2 separate regions of the Triticum aestivum genome follow, and region 1 is linked to region 2. Evidence: chromatin contacts called from public Hi-C data. All regions are on one chromosome and are shown on one strand. The core of a region is the stretch at or near the end of the contact, and the rest is flanking DNA. Distances in the headings are between cores, read along the strand shown.

What was found. A called contact is a pair of places that touch in the nucleus more often than the background predicts.
Region 1: a contact with region 2 is called in a Hi-C map of leaf, with 2.9 times the contacts expected there. The contact joins the promoter of LOC123190553 here to the promoter of LOC123190550 in region 2. A contact is called at or near these places in 3 of 5 Hi-C or Micro-C datasets (leaf and root).

The regions. Positions count from the first base shown.
Region 1 is chr2A:721,995,585-722,001,368 of IWGSC CS RefSeq v2.1, reverse strand. LOC123190553 (protein CutA 1, chloroplastic) reads right to left here and starts at 1,406. Exons shown (of 6, transcript XM_044603218.1): 1 at 1,193-1,406; 2 at 487-572; 3 at 135-197. The coding sequence starts at 1,365. It also overlaps the pseudogene LOC123190552.
Region 2 is chr2A:721,823,019-721,828,749 of IWGSC CS RefSeq v2.1, reverse strand. It overlaps LOC123190550 (helicase-like transcription factor CHR28), which reads left to right and starts at 3,074. Exons shown (of 13, transcript XM_044603216.1): 1 at 3,074-3,367; 2 at 3,939-4,353; 3 at 4,472-4,666; 4 at 4,768-4,949; 5 at 5,055-5,126; 6 at 5,218-5,292; 7 at 5,382-5,731. The coding sequence starts at 4,026.

The DNA of each region.
Region 1 (5,784 bases), core at 157-2,656, 170 kb before region 2:
GAAAACTACTGTAGAAGATGGTCAGTTGACAGGAATCAACTATTCCACGCAAAAAACAAAAAAAGAATCTACTACATTTGAGTGTCTAGCAGCACAGAATAAACAGAGAGAGAGAGAGAGAACACAGTTCCTACCAGGCACTATGTTCACACAAGCAGCAAGCTTCTCACTGATAATGCTTGCTGATAGCTTTTTGCCTGCAGCAAAGGAAAAATAATAATAAGATTATTGAAAAGAAAAAAAACAGCCATTTTAGATTTCTTAGTGCTGCTTAAAGAAAGAGATCAATCTCGCCAAAACAATACCATACAGCCATCTATAATTGGACCATTGAACAACATAGCTCAAATGTAACTCAAATGCACTATCAGATGTGGAAGTAAGTTCAGTTGGTCAACTGATAGTATGGCGTGTATCTGTGATTAATTAATGGCAATGGTAGCATGCAAAGGTAATAAAAAAAGACCAACAGCATGGGTAAAGTACCTGCTTCCCGATTCGGAACTGTCACATACACAACAATGGAAGGTACGGTCGTGGAAGTAGACTCCATTCGAGCAGAGCTTATTGCCCTGTAAAGTTTCAGAACTGATGATTGATTATACCAACTATTCCACATTACGGGTCAAAAAAAAAAACATTCTACATTAGGAGAAACAAAATAACCACACGCTCGCATAGAAATCACAGTGTTGTAAATATTAATGTAGTACTACTTCTAGATTATCAAATTATTAGCATTAGTCAAGCACAGAAACACATAATTTTTATCTGAAAATCTGTGCGATGATTTTGCAGAAGTATGGACCAGAACTAATGGTTGGAAACATATGGGAGTACCAGTTCACTGAAGTAACGCTGCAGTCCATTGGTTCTCCGTGTTATCTTTCATAGACAAGCATTGTTTTATCCAGCCAAGCAGAGCGGGACACAGGTTTCAGACTTTTAGGTAACAGCAATCCATGAAGGATTGTAAAATTGAAGCGCGCGTGATTGCCTGATTGGTTATTTCCAGGCTCATCGACGGGGTTGCAGCTACACAACTAGCCTACGAGCTAGCAAACAGAGGAGCTAAATACGCTACACGCTCACAACCAACCGGCGCAGCCTTTTTTGCGAAATCCCATGAATCTAGGCACGAATTGTTAGTTGAGGGCAGAGGGAGGGGGGAAGAGAGAGGGGTGTGGATTACCGGAGGAAGGGGAGACGGCGGGTGGAGAGGGCGCAACCCGCTACGGCTCCTAGGCTGAGGAAGAGGAGGGCTCCCGCGAGCGGCGGTCGACGGGGCGGCGGCAGCGCGGAGGTGGAGGAGGCGGCGGTGCCGGGGGAGAACAGGGCTCGGAGTGGAGTGGGGAAGAGTGGCATCTTCTATTATTCGTGGCCCCACTTGGCTGGGGGTGGGCTGGTTGTAGTGGCGTCTTGCATTCGGTTCAGTTGCCTAAAAAAAAGTTAATTCGGCTCGGTAAAGTAGTATGGCTCTCGGTAAATACGGCATACATACAATATATTATTTTTGTATTTTCGGTCAACATCATACTATTAACCAAAGTTGACGTAAATTCAAATAAATTAACAATATTTTATTAACCAATCCCTCCCCCGACCCCAAGGTGCGACAAATTTTCCGTGCTTTCATCACGTGGACCCTTGGGGACAGCCGCACCTGCCACTTCTGGACAGACCATTGGCTTGATAGCCAATTCATCACCGAGCTCGCACCTGACCTGGTTAACTTGGTGCTGAAGCGGCAGTGCAAGCACCGCCTAGTGTGGATTCAAGACATCAATGGTGGCATGGGTCCGCCAGGCTGCTAGGGTCCAATACGTCGACATTTGGTGACGCCTACGAGGCTACTTTCTATCCCTAACTTCTGACAACATCTAATGAAGATGGACGGACAACACTTCCTGCACTGTCAAGTCTTGCTACCTTGCATTGTTTCATGGCTCCACTATGGCGCCTCACTAACAATTCATATGGAACCCTTGGGCTCCCCTGAGCGTCAAGTTCTTCCTCTATCTAGTGAGCCTAGACAGGTGTTGGACAGCTGAGAGGCTTGCTCACCATGGACTACCTCACATCTAGTCTTGCATCCTATCTGACCAAGAGGACGAAACCATCAACCATCTAGTCTCTGGATGTGTTGCTTCTCGTATTGTTTGGCACGAGATATTATACTGGTGGCGCCTCACCATTGCTTCACCCGGCGGCACTGTTGGGTTCATCGACTAGTGGATTGCTGCTTCTCACACGTCACCAACCAGTCCGTAGATTGGTGTGTGCTCTATCATCGCGCTTACAGCTTGGACAATCTGGAAATCGTAACACATGCGTCTTCAAGGGCACCCAACCATCTCACTCCACCAGCATAGACCAAATAAAAGTAGATGCGCATGCCTGGGCTAAACCGGTTCACGTGAAGCAGTATCTAAACCCACCCCTCTCTCTCATCACGATTGAGTCAACTCCGAGCCCGACCCCCAGTCCCCTGTCGCCGCTGCCTGGGACTCCTCCATCGCCAAGGCCCACCGCCGCCGGCACTGTTGGGTTCATCGACTAGTGGATTGCTGCTTCTCACACGTCACCAACCAGTCCGTAGATTGGTGTGTGCTCTATCATCGCGCTTACAGCTTGGACAATCTGGAAATCGTAACACATGCGTCTTCAAGGGCACCCAACCATCTCACTCCACCAGCATAGACCAAATAAAAGTAGATGCGCATGCCTGGGCTAAACCGGTTCACGTGAAGCAGTATCTAAACCCACCCCTCTCTCTCATCACGATTGAGTCAACTCCGAGCCCGACCCCCAGTCCCCTGTCGCCGCTGCCTGGGACTCCTCCATCGCCAAGGCTCACCGCCGCCGGCGACGACCGTAGACCGGCCGCACGCGCTGCACCCCCAAGCCATCTCCAGCCCCGAGCTGCTCTGACCCACCAGTCAGCTTTGGCTTTAGTCAAGACTGGTTGACCAGCCCAAAAACGGGACTAGGGTTGTCTTTTAAACGTTGTGGTAAGTGGAGGGTGCAATACGCCCGGTTTCGAAGATAAGGGTTATAATTCAAACCGAGTGATTAATTCGAGATTGAAATGTGTCCTTTTCTTACTATTTAAATGCTGAAACATAAAATAATGTCAAAGATATACAATTGGGGAGGAGGAGGGGGGGCAATAGCCCCCTGACTTATCAACTTAACTAGCTTCTGCTTGTGGTTCTCCTTATGGCGGGTTCAGGTAGGGATACAACATGAGTTTTGGCTTCTTGTTATACTAGCTGTAGCTGATGCTTGATTTTGCTTCTCTCGGTTTCAGCGGTCGTGGTGGCCGACGACAGGCCGTGCGCTGGGCATAATGCGGGTTTTCGGTCGAACGACCACTTCACGCGTCTGGCAAAGTTCTAATGATACTCAGTTGGAGTGGGAACGGCGGTCGCCCCGTTGGCACTGGTACTATGGTACATAACTTACAAGCTGAAGAAAAATCGCAGACGTCGGCAGTGGCCGGAGCCAACTGCATGCAGGCTGTTCTGCTGTGGATCAATGCAACATGTGAGTAGCCACTGACTGCAGCATGAACAAAACTGCAAGCTACCCTATCATCCAAAGAAGAAAGGCAAAAGAGCAAGAAAGGGTGTGGATTAATAGGTTCGGTTCGGTTCACCAGGTGTTGCGAATAACTGTCCCCAACCACTAACTGTGCCACACGGTTTCGTGTAATTCAACCGATTTACTCAAACAATACCAAGATGATCAAATGCAGACCACCATAACTGTCATGAAAAGACAGATATTGCATTGCTATTGCAAGTTTTCGATCCTTGTATCCTCTAAAATATGGCAGCAAAACACACTTGCTCTACTTCGACCAAGCTCTGGCTCTTGGCCTCTGAAGCAGGGACTTAACCGGGGCAGGAAACAACATACCCACATTGACATTTCCGACTGCAATTTCCCCTGATATCAATTAATCTCACAAGATGAGGTATTCATGTCCAGGAAAACCGTTTTCCGCATCATATTGTCAACATAGAGGACATGTTCATAAAATGCATATACCACTTTGTGTTACTTCTCCCTAAAGTATCCGACATCATATCAAGATGAACCAAAATGATACCAGTCTGTCTCCTTCAAACAGGAGGACCCAAACTCCCGTGGAAGACACATAAGTGCTGCTAAAAAATGATACTAACTCTAGATCTTGTTAATCTGAAATTTGAGCACCTAATCAGGAAAACACACACATGCATCAGCTGCTGAAATGACAGTGCAATACCTCTTGGTGAATCAAACCATAGGGTCATACAGTGACAAAGATCAAGATATATCCACATATAAGATGAAATGTTTGACAGGATTATTCACAGAAGGTGTTCTATAAGAATGATACATATCATTACATGAAATCAGTACTAGCACATATGACTGTAACAACATAAAACCAGATGGGGGCCACTAGAAGGCAATGGAAACCAAACTTTGAGTAAATATGTTACACATATAAGCACCGTAAAATGTTGCTGATGGTATGAATAATCACAAATTTTACTGGAATGATTAAATGTACCACACGACTGTGAATGACAGATGCACCATCCAAGACAAACATTGCAGGTAGAACCGACCTGCTGCATCTAGACACGAACCTCTGGAACATGCAGTTCTTCTGATGCATTCCGTTGGTGTCCCATTGACTTCTGAAATCCTTGTGCAAGCACTGCAGCGTGAGCTTCTTAAGGGCGCGAAGGGATTCAATGCCTTGAGGGACCTTGTCAAGCTTCGGTAGCGAGATGATATACAGACCTTCAACGCATGGAAGAGCGCCGTCACTGATGTTTAGCTCACTGACATCATGCATGCACGTTAAGATAAGTGTCTTCAGGTTTGGAAAGGAATTTGCAGAAAGAGCCAGAGTATTTGCACCATGCATGTTGTTAAGTCTCAGATACGTGAGGTTCGGCATGTGCCGCGCAAGTATCTCCAGTGGATCTTCCACAAGGTGACACCAGCTTAGAGCTAGATACTTGAGATGTGTCCCATGCTTCAGAAATATCGGGCAATTTAGTGTCCCCTTGGCCCATTTCCCTCTGATAATCAACTTGTGTAGATCTGTAGACCTTGGCTGGAGAGCCTGAAAGCAAAGTGCCTCATTCTCATCCCTTGCACAAAGAAGCAAGCTTGAAAGAAGCGGCATATTTGAAAGGGTAACAAACAGATTTGCACACTCAGCGGCACTAATGTTATCAATCCACAGACTTCTTAGTTGCATCAATTTCTGCAGCTGTTCGGCCAGGTCATTGCTGGATTCCACGGTCTCAAGAGTTTGCAGTTCTTGCAAGTTCGACAGCTCTTTAGGTGCTTGCATTCCATTAAAGTACCGAAACTCCACCTGCTTCTCATCAACATATCTATCGGCGAAAAGATGCTGCAGCTTCTTGATCTTGAAAAGCCCTCGTGGTAGCTTCTCTATTTTGGTTTGCTTGATGTCGAGGGTGTGGAGGCGAGACAAATGCTCAATAGAGTCCGGAAGTGCCTTGACCTTGGTGCGCCGTAACCCGATGTAACGCAGATTGAACTGAGACCCAATCGATTTTGGCACTTCAGTTATTTCAGAGTCTTGCAGCTCAAGAACAGTAAGGTAGTTCGATGCAGATAAAATTGATGATAGCATGTCAGGCGAGGATGGAATTACTGACACTACTGTTCGAAGATGTGAAAGTTCAGCTTTCCGTGCAGTGTCCTCTTTCCATTCACATGATGACAGACGACGAATATCCATCATCGTGT
Region 2 (5,731 bases), core at 1,825-4,324:
AGTTTTTCTCTCTCTTCAGAAACCGGAGAGAAAATCAAGAACCCAGTGTTGAATATAGAGACGATGATGACTTCAAAGTATCTTGATTTACTTCTGGTTTGAGGACGAAGTTTTTTTTTTAATTGTTCATGGTCACTTAAGTGTCCTCGACCTCATGTCATGTTTTGAGTATTAAAAAAATCAACTCGTTTGGAAATGTCACCCATGTTTGATCCCGGTTCGATGATGCGTCAAGCGTCGTCGAAAGGCGTGTCGAGGTGTGTCTTTGTCTGATCTCGTAGGATTTGGTCAGTGCTGGTCTTCGATGGATATGTTTGGATCCAGTCTTGTTCGTCTATGTTTGTGTGTTTAGGCGTTGTACAATCCAGGGGGTGCTTAGAGAAATAAATTCATTTCTTTAAGCATCGGTGCTTATTTGTGGAGGGTAGACACTTAATTAGGCGTCACTCCAATAAAAATGGACACCGATGTTTTAGGAAAAAAAACCTTTTATTTTTCTAACCACCTTCTTAAGTATCTAGCATTGTACAAGGCCTTATAGGTTTGATCCTTCTAATCCATGACTCTATTTCATGGTACTAAACCATATACCATACCGGTGACTTCACCAATCGAAACCAACTCAAATAAGTTCAGGGAGGAAAAGAAGACGTTCATGATAGATTGGTGAATGAGGAAGGAAAAGAAAGCGTAAACACCAGGCAATGCTTACTCTTCTCGATCAAGATTTTTGAGACTTTGAAGCTCAAGGACACGACAACGCTTGAAACAAATGCTTTGTTTCGGTTGTTCGTATTTCATTTTCTTCTTCCAAGCCGACGCTCTTCTTATAAAAGAAAGCACTCAGTGAATTACTTACTGAATCTCGTCTTTCTCTCGGCGCCGAGAATTTTTGACGTGTCCGGGTCTATCAGAGGTTCGGCTTGCTTCTCCCCCACCCTCATCTATGAAATGGATAACCCTTGCTGCCATAGCAGCAGGCCCCCTTCTTTTTCTAGTTAGTTGAAAGAAAAGCAACGGGGAAGGTTGGCTTACCTGCTGTTTCTGTGACTATTAGTACTTCGCTCTGACCACATCAAGAGGAGTAGTTTGTTTTTCTTTTGTCTGCATCAAGCTCCATCCATGATTTTACACTCTAGAGGAGAGAACTGCTGTGAGCCAGCTTCGTGGAGATATACAACATCATATAAGTTATCATGCTTGCATATCCATCATTTGAGTCTCCAACAATTATTCCAATAATTACATATCTGATTTGCCCTATGGACAAATATGCAAGCATACGACGTTCCTGATACGAAAGTGAAAGTGGAGTGAAATCTGGATATGAAGGTTCAAGTCCAGTTCCAATCTGGATATAAAAGTGATGTTCAATCATCGAAAGTGATCCCTCTTTTGTTGTTCTCTTTTAGTCTGCTTTTCTTTTTTCTTTCTAGCCTTTGACGTAGTCACAGATTCGACTGCCCTTTCACTATTATTATTATTTTGAGTAATAGCGGTAGGAGTGCCAAAGCCCATTTTAGTAGAAAGCTGCTGCCCTTTTCTAGTAATCGGCATAGATAAGTAGTTGATAGGCGGCTTTATCTTTCTATCTACTATAAGTAGTTGATAGGCTGCTTTATCTTTCTATCTACTAGCAGGCTCCTGAAGGGTGAAAGAAGAATCTCAAGTTGATACTCTGCCAAGGGATCTGTCCACAACTGGTACTTCACATGCCTTAGAAGTAGAGGTCATCTTGAAATGCCAAGGGAAGCCCACAGACTCCCTAGCGTCTCTACTCGACCTAAAATGCGATCTCGAGGACCCTGAAAAACTCGAGACCGCGAGCTCCGCGTCGAAAAGCGAAGCGAGCCGCGCTAGCGCGCTACTCTTCCTTTATGAGCGAGCTCGAGGATGCGGATAAGAAGCTATCAAAAGGGGATGATAGTAGCCACCCATATGGGCAGCTAGAAAGAGAATGAGGAAATGTGAATCATGACCCTGGTAGTCCATGCCGTAAACAAATGAGTGTTCGCCCTTGGTCTACGCGGATCAGGGGCCCAACTAACGCGTGAAACACTCCGCCTGGGTCTCCCTTTTCCCGATTCACATATTCTTCGACTTTTGCTACGGTCTGTTCCTTCCTTCAGTCAGTCATTCCTTTAAGATTTTTGCCCGCGGATCTCTCTCTTCAAAACATATATATCTTTTGGCGCCAGTCTTTCCTGCCTACGGACGACGTGGAAAAAACCCAGGTTTATGTACGACATGCTCTTTCCTTCTTTCATTTGGTGACACACAGAGGTGGCAGAGTCTTGTTCCTGGAGTCGCTCACAACTTTTGGGAGCACCGAGATCCTGAATAAGATGCTGCACGAATTGGCTGGATTTCACCTAACGCAAGAGCTAGTACTACGATGAAAATCACTTTTACGAGTGATACCTTTGTCTTTGGTGCTTGAGTTGCGACGATGATTGCTACTTAGGTGGTTGGTCACATGATACCTTAGCATGACAACTTTACTACAATCTACTACAATAAGATTTGACCGACTCCGAGGCGGGACAACTATGACATCGGCACGCCATCGCTCGCTCCGGCGCTTGTAGTCGTCGCTGGTTGTTCCACGGACCTGGTTGTGTTGCAATTATTGATTATGAATGGATCGAAAAATTCTCTCTGAAAAAAGTCAATTTGTTTGCTCAAAAGAAGAAAATGTACCACCTTACTCTGCTCATCACATCCGTTCAATCGCCGGAAAGCTTATTCCTCCTATTTTCCTCCCATGTCCACCGATCTCCTTCCTCCTCAATACGACGACGCATGCCGTTTCTCTCTTTGGCCAGAGGGCGAACGGTCACACATTAGATTTTCCACAAAAGCAAAAAAATTCATCAGCAACGAGTCACACGCGTCAATCAACCAACGGTAAGTACAACGTCACGGCACGTCGCGAGCATTCACCGCCGCGTTTCCTTCCGCCACAAGCCTTTCCGAAATCCAAACCCCCCCCCAGCCAATCCGAACGTTCCCTTTCCCGCTCCACGAGCGCCCGCTGACACGCGGGGCCCCACGCACCGGCCTCACCCGACAGGGACCCGAGGGGGCGACGACCACGACCATCGCTCGCCCGTAAGTCCCAGGCCGCGCCCCCACCCTGCTCGGTCTGCCTGGCCCGCCCGCCGCCACCAACGAACCGCTCGCCCGCCCCTCCTAAATCCCCTCGCCCACGATCCGATTGGCGCAGCTCGCCAGGTTTCCGTTGGCCCCGCCCCCTCCGCCCCGCCGCGCCCCCGGCGATCTCCGCCCGCCGCCCGCGCGGCCCGGTCTACGGGGCGGCCCGGCGCGGGCTCCGGCCTGGCCTCTCCCCGCCGTCGCTTTCTTGGGGGTGAGTTTTTGAATCTTGGTTCGGACGGAATGGCGTCGTGAGCCGTTCTTGAATTCTTTTCGATGGAATGGTTTGATTGGAATTGGTCCGTATGTAGAGCGGTATTGAATCCGCGGCCTTTAGCCGATTTCGCCTAGGTCGGGCGCTGGGAATCGGTCGCATCGGCGGCCGGGGGAGTTCTTGGCGATCGTGGGCGAGGCCGACTGGGATTGCGCGTCCCGTAGATTTGTGCGCGACTCGGTTCTCTTGATTGCTCCATCGTTTTCTTTATATAAATTATAAGTCGGCTGCTACCTGTAGTTTCAGTCGGTGCTTGTCTGACGACACTGTTCTGTTCCTGTACTGCCTTTGGTTTGAAAAAAAAAAGGTTAAGGTTTCAGTGTACTTCTTCGTTGAATTTGCGGCTGCAATTACCTAGCTGCAATCCTGGTCGCCGTTGTGCCTTTAGAACGCATTGTTGTTGGAGAGGTTTATCCACCTGCTTCCTGCACATGTTTATCTTGCCCACATTTGTTTGTTATTTACTCCAGGTGTTATTATTGCCAGCTAACGTCTGCTTGGCTTCTTGCAGGATTTAGACACTTGAATCGACAAGACCCCTCTGGACCGTTGCGCAAGATAGTTGGCAAGTTTGCATAGTCACGAGTTCGCCACCAACATGGAGATTATTGACTTGTGTTCAGATAGTGAGGACGATGTTAAATTGTGTTCAAAAGGCAAAGACATCACGCATGTGTGCTCAGAGGACAGAAAAGACAATCTTGTTCCTATTGACGGTGTTGACTCCCCTCTTCTTTTACTCAACACGCCGTTTGCCAAGAACAATGCAGAACAGCCAATCACTTTGGATGATGATGATTGGTTAAGTAGCAATCACGCTTCATGCTCTTATAGATCTCCAGCTGGTTCATCACACAGGATCTATCCTCTCTCAAGTTCTTCGCTGATGCTATCATACGGTAAAACCAAGCAGGAAATTGATGATGGTGAGTACGCTGCATTTATCCTTGATTAACTCTGACAATTAACAGTTTTTAAAAGGGCACCGCTGCAGCCTGTGACCAGTAGCAAGATTAATGTTTCTTCACTGTTCAAATTTGTCAGATGATGATGTCTATATGTATTCGGCTCCGCCTCCATCATTTCCAACCAGTCATCCAAGTTTGAGTGACGAGGAGGATCTTACTGCAAGGTTTAATTATACTGATGGTGGAACTGGGATGTTTTCATCTACATCGTCAATGGATTGGAAACTTCCTTTTGGTACCAGCCAGAACGTCAAAACTGATAGCGATAGCGGTGTGTAGTATGTACCTTATTCATTTAGTTTGAACAAAAATATTCATGCTGGTGCAAACTGTGATTAATTAAGATGCTTTTTCGCCATTCGTAATTGTCAGATGATGTCTACGCTTATGAAGGCCTGCATTCACAGAGGATGTTTCCTCCATCAATGCCTTCCTTTAATCCAGTTAATAATGACCCTGAAGTTTCCAATGGCTTTGGCATGCAAGGCCAACCAAACGCAGAAAAAAGGCCTCTTGCTTGTGATGAGAGAGCTATATATGAAGAAGCTCTACAGGTATATAATTTTACAAGTCACTGTGGAGATCATATATGCTTTAATTGCCGGGTGACTTTGATCGGATTCTAGTTACTATGGATTGTAAACAAAACTTTTATGCAGCATATCAGTCAGGAAACAAAGGAAGAAGATCTGCCTGAAGGTGTTTTGTCCATATCACTCCTTAAGCACCAGGTAAACTTTATCTTCCAAAACCTAAGCTGTTGTTATTGGTATGTTTACTCTGGATATCCTGTTCACTGCTATGTTCTTGTATGTTTGACAGAGAATAGCATTAGCTTGGATGCTCTCCAAAGAGAATAGTTCGCATTGTCCAGGTGGAATTTTGGCAGATGATCAGGTTATTTTCATTTCCTAGCTTATTGCACTTGCTGTTAATTATTTTACCACTTCTCCTTTCTTAGTGCCAGATAATTTCCCATGATGTAGGGTCTTGGGAAGACAATATCAACAATTGCCCTAATACAAAAGGAGAGGGTTCAACAGTTTAACTTCATGTCTGCTGATTCCGACAGTAAAAATTCTGTGCCATTAGATCTTGATGATGATGATATAGTGATGGCAATGGACAAGAACAAACCCAAGGGTGAACCCTCAGATAGGCTTGATCATGAGCTCTGTGCTAGTTCGTCGGGGAGTGCTTTTAATAGAATGGCCAATACTGTTAAAGTTGAGCCCAAGAAGAAGGGCCGAGTGAATCTACCATCCTCTGCATCAACCTCCAGGTCTGCTACTAGACCATCTGCAGGAACACTGGTGGTTTGCCCGGCTAGCATTCT